3 separate regions of the Mus musculus genome follow, and all the other regions are linked to region 3. Evidence: chromatin contacts called from public HiChIP or PLAC-seq data. All regions are on one chromosome and are shown on one strand. The core of a region is the stretch at or near the end of the contact, and the rest is flanking DNA. Distances in the headings are between cores, read along the strand shown.

Region 1 (3,203 bases), core at 288-2,787, 330 kb after region 3:
ACATGAGGAACTATATTAAAGGGTCGCAGTATTAGGAAGGTTGAGAACCACTGGCTAACACATTTCCCTTCAATTCATACATTGATGCTTTAAGTCCCAGGACCTCCTAATGTGGCTCTATTTGGAAACCAGTCTTCAATTGCTGATTAAACTACAATGAAATCGATAACATTGCCTTCACTCAATGGAGGGCCTGGTGAGAAGACCCAGAATGTGGGAACAATTGAGACACCACACAAGGTCACAGGGGAAAGACAAGCCACATCTGTAAAGACACATCTGGTCCTCACCAGGACAGGAGGGAACAAATGTCTGCTGTTGCTATGCTGTGGTCGCCAAGCTGATAGAGGTTTGCAGTGATGTCTCTGTGTGCATTCACATAAACTGGGTGCTTCTGTCCCTTCAAACACATGCTAGTTTCTAAGTCATACTATGAAGAACACGGAAATGTGTGCCTCATCCCTTGGCATACCAACACATGTATAAAATTTTCAAACTATTTGATCAGCATATGTCACTCCAGAAAGACGTGTGTGTTTATCTTGCAGATGAGTGTGAAAGGCTCTGCACCCACCATGGGCATGCAGCTCAGAAGCCAAAGATCAGATGAAAGAGGAAGCACAGAGGTTACACCCTGGGGACAAAGTATAAGCAAGACATGTAAAACCTCCCGGCCATCCAGAAGAGCCATGGAGAAGACGACATTCATTATGTTGGTTTCATGCAGCCGGCTTGCATATTAAAAATGAAGAGGATCTGAGCAAAATCAGAGTCCGAAAAGGCCAGCTGCTTTTCTTGCTTTTGTTCCTTTGCAAAGCAGCCATTGATAATCAACACACAAACAGGGGGTGGGCCCTGTGGTCAGTGCACCCTTTAAATAGAGAGAGAAGGTAGTGTCAGGCAAAGCAGCAAGGGTCCCCAGTGTTCTTTGGACTGACCTTTCTGTAATTGTGCATTCTGGACAAACAGACTGCAGGCACAGGGCTGGGAGGGTCCTCCTCCCTCCTCTCAGCAAAATGAGCTCCCCTTTTAAAGTGAAAAAGCATTATTGATCAAAGAGAGGGGTGGCTCCCTATGTAAAGAAGGCACAGCTGGTGTTGCCCCGTGCCTCATGCAGGCGACACCGATGCCCCCTCTTATTAAAAACTGGCCAGATTGCATTCCAAGTCCAGCCTGCAAAGTTAATGATAAGCTCACAATAAAGCCCCAACATGGATGTGAGCCTTGTAATACACCCTGATTACTTGCGTTTTCATTAGTGGCCGAGCAGCGGGCTGGCCGGATGGTATTTGACACACAGACGGACGCTCCCAGGCGCTCTGCGCAAAGCAGCCTCACTTCAAAGTCTTTGCCCTGCTGGTTTGGTTTACACCTGAGCCAATTAGCTGGGGAGATCAGAAGAGGCCTGAAAATGGAGCTGAGTCCTTATTTCTGGGTTGGAGAAAGTCACTTGATCCCAGGTAAAAAGATACCAGGAGAACAATAGCAGAGAAAGTGAGAGGGGATGGGAGCAGAGGGTGGCGGGCACTGTGTACACACAGGGAGAGCCCAGGACTGGCCAAGAACAGGCTGGAGCGAGGCCTGGCCCTCACTCAGGGGGTTTGTTGGGCTTTTGTTGGCAACAAAGGGGCTAATTGAAACGAAACAGTCTGCAGTCTGTTTGTTGGCACATCAAATATGCTGTAAGATATGCTGATGCGTGCTCTCCCTGAATTATTGAACATCACAGCTTCCAGAAATAAGACAGGCAGGCAAGGCTGAGAGAGGTGCTGACAGGGCCACACTGCTGTTTTGAAGGCCAACTGCCTGGATGCTAAGGTGCACCCCAGTGCTGGGGCACTTCTGGGTTCCCCTGAAATTGTGAAAGGCACCAAACCCAGGAGAGAGAGAAGAGCCAGCCTGTCAGAGGAGAGCTGGTGTGGCATTATCTGCTGGACCAAATGTTCCAAGCACTTCTGGAAGAGTACATCTTTGGTGTTGGGAACAAGTGAAGTGGAACCTGCTGGGTCAGAGCCCTGTCCTGCAGTCACTAAGCCACGAAACAGAAGAAGGAGCCACCGAAGGAAATGGCAAAAAGACAAAAAGACACATTGTGAGTCATTTTAAAGCAGTTCATGAACATGGGCATGCTCCCTGTATTTGTGAGCCTGTGTTCCTATGTGTGCACAATCCTGTTGCATAGATGTATGTGTATCATAGTAAGGACATCCTCAAGTCCCAGGGGCCAGAACACTTGTGTGGAATTAACCTGGGCCTTGATGCAGTGCTTCGTAGGTTAAGGTATTTTTTGCCCTTCAGTGAATAAGACTCATACTTTCCTTGTACTTTGCAAAAGAATGTCTCCTTGGGATCCTAAGATATCGTTCATGTCAGGAAATAGAAGATATGACTGAGTAGTCAGAAGTCACTGTGCAAACCCAGGACCCTCTCTCTACTGAGCCTTGGAATGCAGGCACAGGAGTTACTTCCATGGAAGACAGAAGGATCATAGTCTAAGGGCCCAGGCAACAAAGCCAGCCCGAAACAAGGCATCACCAACCAGAGGTCTAAACATCAGCCCTACATAGGGCAAATGGTGAACAGAGCACATGTGACTAGCGACACTGTATTGAAGCTCCTAGGATTTACAGTGCTCTGCTGGTGATTTGGCCCAGAGCCCTGGAGGCAGTGGTTGCTTGAGATCAGAAACATTACCTGACTGCCAACTGAGCTGAACCTCACACCCTGCACCCACCTCAATGAACTGAAATGGTACATTTGATTTTCATATGTAGAATGCATATAGACAAGGCCTCTTCTTCTTAGTGTTTTGGTAGGCACAGATACAGACAGTATTGAGTGCCAGGTACTATTCAAGTTCATCTTCCATGCTGGTTTGGATGCCTGCTTCTTCTCCAGCCTTGGAAGCAGCCTTCAATATTAAGTAGACTGGATGAGATGAGATGAGATGAGATGAGATGAGATGAGATGAGATGAGATGAGATGAGATGAAGTTGGAACCCCACACACAGCAAGATACAATAGATAAGCCATAGATGGACTACAGGAAATAAAATGTACATGAATGGAGCAGAAAGCAAAGATCAAGGTGAGCTGAGATGCCTCAAAGATCTACAGAGAAGACCTATAGGGATCTGTCCCATAAGGAGGGCAACTCCTTCCATGAAGAAGAGGAAGAAGAGACTGAGTAGAGTCTGAGGATA
Region 2 (3,029 bases), core at 373-2,872, 280 kb before region 3:
TTGGTTTTGTTGTTGTTGTTGTTGTTGTTTTTTAATATGCTCTCTAGGCAAGTCTAACTTTAGATGCTGTAGATGGACAAGCTTGATTGTCTGAACCAAAAGGGGAACATTAAATAAACATCACAGTCCTCACTAGTAACATTGTGACTTTGCTGTCAAGTGTAGATTCTCCGTCTCCCACCCCCACCCCCAAAAGATGAAGAAAAAGTTTGTGACCATGTTGTATGGCTTGTCTGGAAACTTCTGCAAATTTTATGTTTTAGTAAAATATTTTTTGCTATTATGAGAGAGAGGGAGAGGGAGAGGGAGAAGGGAGAGGGAGAGGGAGAGGGAGAGGGAGAGGGAGAGGGAGAGGGAGAGGGAGAGGGAGAGGGAGAGGGAGAGGGAGAGGGAGAGGGAGAGGAAGAGGGAGAGGGAGAGGGAGAGGGAGAGAGGAGAAATCCTCCCTTGTAGTCCCACAGAAGTGATGCCTTCCTTGCTTGTGGCTCTGATACCCACCCTCATTCTGCCCATGCCTTCTCTGCCAGCAGAATTGCTAGTCTTGTTCTAGACAGACCAGCTTTGACTAGGGAGATGTTTTGTTCCTATGCCCAGAAGCTCAGTGATGTTTTTCTCCGTGTTCTCATTGAGCTGTCCTGTGACTTCCAACTCCCTCTGTTGCCTTGAGGTTCCGCATTCCCAGGCTGAACTCATTTTGTTTCAAGTACTGCATTTGTCTGGGTTGCTGTGGGACTCTTCCCTGGGATAATATGGCGCTGTTATCCAAGACAGTGAATCCTATGCACTTGGGGCCCTGTCCTGAGGAGACACAATGTGGATCATGAGGCACCTTGAGGAGAATGACAGTGACTAGTGAAGAGTGTCCCATGTTCGATGACCTTCTGTGTCCTCGTCTGTTGTCTTACATATCTGAAACACACAAAGACCTGCTTGTTTGGAAAGTAGATGCTGGTATATCCCTTGTGTAGAGAGAAAACAAGGTAGAAATGGGAAATACACACACATACAAACACACAAACATACGCATGCACAGCATGCATGTACATACACACATGCAAACATGCATGCACGCAAGCTCATACAGATGCACACACATACACATATACACACTCACACACATGTGTATGCACAGACACATGCACACAGGCACGCACACACTCTCTCACACATTACTCACTCATGGACGCGCTCACACAAACACAGCAAAGCAATTTGAGATTTTCCAGTGGAACTCAAATGTCTGAGAAGTGTTGCTGTTTCCCTCCAGACCATGATAATCCTCCAAATATAGAAACAAAAACTGAGGTTTTAGGGGCTCTGTTTGCAAGGGCACCTAATGATTTCTTTTCAAATCTCCGAATACTCTCCCAGTCCTTTCTGTTCAAATACTCTCGAAGCTTTGTTAATTTTCAAGGAGTTTAAGTTGGAATGACTTGCCAATCTCAGGAACACAGACATCCAATCCAGGCCTAGCCACACACTCTGTTTATTTTTCTCCTAATGAAAAGTGTGACAAGCAAATAATTAAACTGAAAAGCCAGCATGAATTAGAGTCCACGGCCACAGAATGGACCGCTTTTGAAGACTGTGCTTTAGAGCTTGTGCTTCGGAGAAGGCGGCCCTTAACCATCGCGGCGATCTGGCCCAGTCCGCGCTTGCTTCATCGAATGGAATGCGCGATGTGTCACGGCATAACAAATTATTTGTGTTGGATTTATTTCAACGAATTCCCTGTCTTCTCCCCGTTTCAAGAGAGTAAGCCCCAGGTTTTCAAACATTGTGAAAACAGCCAGATCTGAGAGACATTATATCCACAACAAAGGGAGACCGGTCACCAGCACAGTTACGTTGTCTTTTGAACAACGAGTCAATGCAGACAGAAGTAAATGACAGTTAATTACAAATTACATTCTGGTTGGGGCTGAGCAGGCCTCTTGCCTTGAATAATGATCAGGCCCTCAGGCACTCACCTGCCTGTGAGGGACCTTGTGAGGCACAGTCTGGGGTGTGGGACAAGTTTCAAAACAAGCAGCTAAACACAAAAGCTTATTGGATTACAAAGATTTAGGAAAAGCATTCAGATCTCTCTGGTCACCAGAGGAAGGGGCCGGGTTCTGGGGCGAGGATACACACACACACACACACACACACACACACTCCTGTAGGCTTTGAATGTGAGATTCACTTTCTGTGTGAGGAAAGGGGTCCTTGTTTGCTAAAGCTGGCAGACTTTTCTGGTGCTGAGCAGGTACTCCAAGGAAGAATAGTGTATGCTGGGATCACTGTAACCAGCTAATTGATGGCTAAAATTCTCAGATCGACTTAAACCCGCACACAAACGAAAACAACGATGTGCCCAGGTTGTATGTAATATACAATTGGGTTTTCATTGCCATCAGCTGACATTTTAATTTATTAGTAATGTTTTTACATTTATCTAGCTTAAAAAGTCATGAACTTATTACATTTTAAGTGAAAATCCAAGTCAATCTATTTGCAAAAATAAGACAGTGTTGAAAATAATTAATGTCATTGTTGGTGCATTGAAAAGACCTTGGTTTTTGTAATTCACTATAGCAATTTCTATTCATTTAGATGAGCTAAGTGCTTATTGTTAAAGACAAAGGACCCAACAGTTTGACATTGAGCTCATTGGCTGAATTAGAAACTTTAACAATTCAAGGCCACACTCTGTGCAACAAGGCCCAGCAATAGGGGATGGGATGGTGTGCTTCGGGATTAACATATAACAAATACTATTCTCCTAGCTTCCCTTTTAGACTTGATTGGAGTGTCCAAACACAGATGATTGGAAACCACTCTTTAATAATGAGACCCATCAGTAAACTGAGACAATCTCTTGCTGCTTGATCATCACTGTCCTCCTCACCCCTGGGAGTGTGTGTGTGTGTGTGTGTGTGTGTGTGTGTGTGTGTGTGTGAGTTCACTGGAAGCCTAAGCTACATGATGAGTTCCAGGCTCACTGTTCCCACAGTGCAACACCCTGCTTCTAACAACAGAACAGCAGC
Region 3 (3,044 bases), core at 423-2,922:
AGTTCTGGGGGGTGGCGGGGGGGGGGGCAATAAGGGGAGGGTGTATGGTGGTGGCAGTGTTTGAGTAGAGTGCCTGGAAAGTTCCTACCAAAAGTGATAAATTTGCTTGCCTGCCTGCCCGGGAAAAATTGTCTCCAGTCCATCACTACAATTGATCCCTGGTTCCCTGGGACCTGGACAAGACAAAAAGCAGCCTGGCTGACTACAGCATTCATTCGGTGTCACGGATCTGGCTGCTGCAGGAGCTGGAGCGCCACGATCCAGGCCTAAGCAGAAGCCAGGCGCTCACAGGCAGGAGAACTCTGCCGCCCTCTACTAGCTTCAGAGCCCACCGAGAATAAAATGGAAGCTCAGGCCCGCGCGCCAGGTTTCAGAGTCCTCGTGCTCTACCTAGCAAGCTTCAAGGAGACACCTGTTGGGCGGGCGCCCCCTCCCGGGCCAGCTCACACCTGACCCCTACGAATCCCAAGCGCCCCCCATTGACGCTCCTTTACATCCAGCGTACTAGTGCCCATCCTGGCCATCGACTCCCCTCACTTGGGGAAAGGGAGCAGGTATGGTCGAGAAAGTTTAGGGGCTGGGACCTAAGGGCTCAAGGGACCCGCGAGTCAACTCCTGGACCTCAGGTTACCTGAACCACCTCACGACTGCGACACTTCACAAGCTGGCCCATGTCCTTTCGGGAAGTGGCAGTGGATACTCTAGCAAAGTCAAGTCAGCTCTCCTGACAGGAACCTCTCCCCCAATTTCGAACAGGCATTCAACTTAACAAAAGAAAACAAAAACTCTTTTTGGACCAGAGTGGCGTTTGTTGAAGCGAGTCACTCACTGGCGTGTTCCAGACGTTAACGGACATGATGTTCCTAACACGGCCTGAAATCTTCTCTGTGGACTTGGACAGAAGCCTCACCACGGGGCCTCCCACAGCTTCAAACCGAAACGCTCAGATTCCGGGTAGATGCTTGGCAGCCCAGGCACCAGGAGCAGGAGACCGGACGGGAAGCCACACGGGCAGCCTCAGCCTGGAGTACAGGCGGACAGAGGACTGTAGAAGTGGGATGCCCAGGCAACTCTGCAGGTGTCTCCACACTGCCCTCCATCTCCCTGCGGTGTCTGCCCTGGACACCGCATGCGACCTGGGCTGCTATCTTCAGGGTGATGAGGGGTGCCCGATCCGTATGTTCTCCAGGTGGATCGGACCTGGCCCGACTGCAGGAGGCCTTTGCTGACCAGTGCTAGGCGAGCAAGAGCGCCGGCAGTGCCCGGATGGGGCCCCGGGAAGGAGAAAGGTGGCTGGGCCAAGGCGGGAGTCGGCGGCGGGGTGCGCGGACGTGGCTGAGAGGATGTGCCAGTGGGAGGGGGTGAGCGCTACGCCCAGTTTGGCCAGGCTGGGCTTCACCGCTGCAGGCTGCGGGCCGGGGCGGGAGTGGAGAGAGGCCGCTGCGCGACAAAAGCCTGCACGTCCCTCCCTCCAGCCTCTGGCTGCCACTCCTCCGCCTTCCCCTCCACTTCCCACCCCTCCGCTCTCTGCCCCTCCCCCGGCCTCAGCGGGGCCTCGGCGGCGGGCGGAGCAGGGGAGGGGCGGGCACCAGAATATGCAGATGAGAGTGTGACGGACAGCTCGGCGTTCCAATGTCCCTCGGAAACTCGAGCGCTCCTTCCTCAACTCCTCACTCCTGACTGCAGACTCCCCCAAATCCCGACCGCCGGCCTGGCGCGCGGCTGCGCCCACCGGCTCCGCGCTGCCGCTACCGCCGCCCCGCCGATCCTCCAGCCCCGCGCCCAGCCTAGCGCCCACCAGCCCAGCCTGCTCCGGCCCGCGGCCTCGGTGCGCCCCGGCCGGGCGTGGATGGAGGGCGCCGCGCGCGCTGCCCGCTGCTCCGTGTGACGCGGGCCCCGCGCCCCGCGCCCACCATGTCCTACCCGCAGGGCTACCTGTACCAAGCGCCCGGCTCGCTGGCGCTCTACTCGTGCCCCGCGTACGGCGCGTCCGCGCTGGCGGCGCCGCGCAGCGAGGAGCTGGCGCGTTCGGCGTCGGGCTCCGCGTTCAGCCCGTACCCCGGCTCGGCGGCCTTCACAGCGCAGGCGGCAACCGGCTTCGGCAGCCCGCTGCAGTACTCGGCGGACGCCGCCGCCGCCGCGGCTGCCGGCTTCCCGTCCTACGTGGTAACTGCTTTGGGGTGGGGGCTGGGGAGACCCGGACCAGGGAGTGAGTTGAGCTGAGCGCTGGGGACGCGTTGCGGGTGGCAGCTCCAAAGTCACCAGCACCCGTTGCCGCACTAAACAAGGGACGGGACTGACCTGCAGAGCTCGTAGGCTGATTTCCCTTGAGCTCGTGCGAAGTGCTACTCCACCCGTGCCTGGGCCAAGAGTAATCTCTAATCCGCGCGTGCCGATTGCTGGGGCTGCGAAATCTGTCCACTGCTCTCCGCGTGGTTCCAAGCTGAGGGCCCCGGCTGCCCAGGCCTCTAGGGCCAATGCCGCAAGCTTTGGGTTTCTTGGCCAGACTGGTGGCGGCGGGGTCACGGGGTGGGGGGGTGGGGATGCGGGTGGGGGGGGGGTGGGGTGGGGATAGGCTGAGCCTGTGGCTCTCGCCCTAGACCCAGGCCGAAGCTCTTTAGTGTTGGCCGTTTTCTGTCTCGCTGACCCGGCTTTCAGGGAAAAAAAAATAATGTGTTAACGGGTTTGGGACCCGCTAAGTGCTGCCAGAGTTCGTAGTAGGCCTATGGGTTCCAGCTCCGTAGATCCGGGATCTGTCTGAGCATCTCTGAGTTCTGAAAACAGGCCCCGCCAGAGCGGGTCTTGGCAGTTTTGGGGTGTGTGAAGACATTGTGTATGGGCGGAGGGGGTTTGCTCTAGGTGGAATTCCCTGGGTAGGAACCAGGCCTTGGGAAAAGGTTACAAACCTCTCCTAGTTAAACGTTAAAGGATGAATTAAAATGCTAATTACTACGTAGTTGAAGAATTGGAAACGCTGACTGGCTTCTGAGTTGCAAATTGGATTTACTCTGCTTTAGAGGGTGAATAGCGGAGTGGGGTTCCGA

The links. HiChIP or PLAC-seq counts read pairs in DNA pulled down with a chosen protein or histone mark.
Region 1: a contact with region 3 is called in an H3K4me3 HiChIP or PLAC-seq map of embryonic midbrain, with 2.9 times the contacts expected there. The contact joins the enhancer-like site here to the promoter of Irx2 in region 3. A contact is called at or near these places in 1 of 39 promoter capture datasets (hippocampal neurons), 1 of 15 datasets of contacts at CTCF or cohesin (stem cell-derived epiblast-like cells), 12 of 484 Hi-C or Micro-C datasets (Sertoli cells, cerebellar granule neurons, cerebellum and 4 more), 8 of 115 datasets of contacts at active chromatin or transcription factors (embryonic forebrain, embryonic hindbrain, embryonic midbrain and 2 more) and 2 of 9 other capture datasets (embryonic stem cells and pancreatic islet).
Region 2: an H3K4me3 HiChIP or PLAC-seq map of embryonic basal ganglia shows a contact between it and region 3, with 2.9 times the contacts expected there. The contact joins the enhancer-like site here to the promoter of Irx2 in region 3. A contact is called at or near these places in 2 of 39 promoter capture datasets (hippocampal neurons and stem cell-derived epiblast-like cells), 2 of 484 Hi-C or Micro-C datasets (epidermal suprabasal cells and nephron progenitors), 7 of 115 datasets of contacts at active chromatin or transcription factors (cardiomyocytes, craniofacial prominence, embryonic basal ganglia and 4 more) and 2 of 9 other capture datasets (adipose tissue and liver).

What each region holds. Positions count from the first base shown.
Region 1 is chr13:72,957,709-72,960,911 of GRCm38.p6, forward strand. No RefSeq gene overlaps it. Among named protein-coding and RNA genes, the nearest start is that of Gm30049, 20 kb to the left of the region's middle. Within about 2 kb of position 1,538, at least 17 of the 459 cell types and tissues checked have an H3K27ac peak or open chromatin away from gene starts, as enhancers often do. A contact at or near this core is called in pancreatic islet, where this site is marked.
Region 2 is chr13:72,351,114-72,354,142 of GRCm38.p6, forward strand. No RefSeq gene overlaps it. Among named protein-coding and RNA genes, the nearest start is that of Gm41000, 180 kb to the right of the region's middle. Within about 2 kb of position 1,623, at least 21 of the 459 cell types and tissues checked have an H3K27ac peak or open chromatin away from gene starts, as enhancers often do. A contact at or near this core is called in embryonic basal ganglia, where this site is marked.
Region 3 is chr13:72,627,148-72,630,191 of GRCm38.p6, forward strand. Irx2 (Iroquois homeobox 2) reads left to right here and starts at 1,673. Exons shown (of 5, transcript NM_010574.4): 1 at 1,673-2,166. The coding sequence starts at 1,915. It overlaps Gm20554 (predicted gene, 20554), which reads right to left and starts at 1,417. Exons shown (of 1, transcript NR_030701.1): 1 at 1-1,417.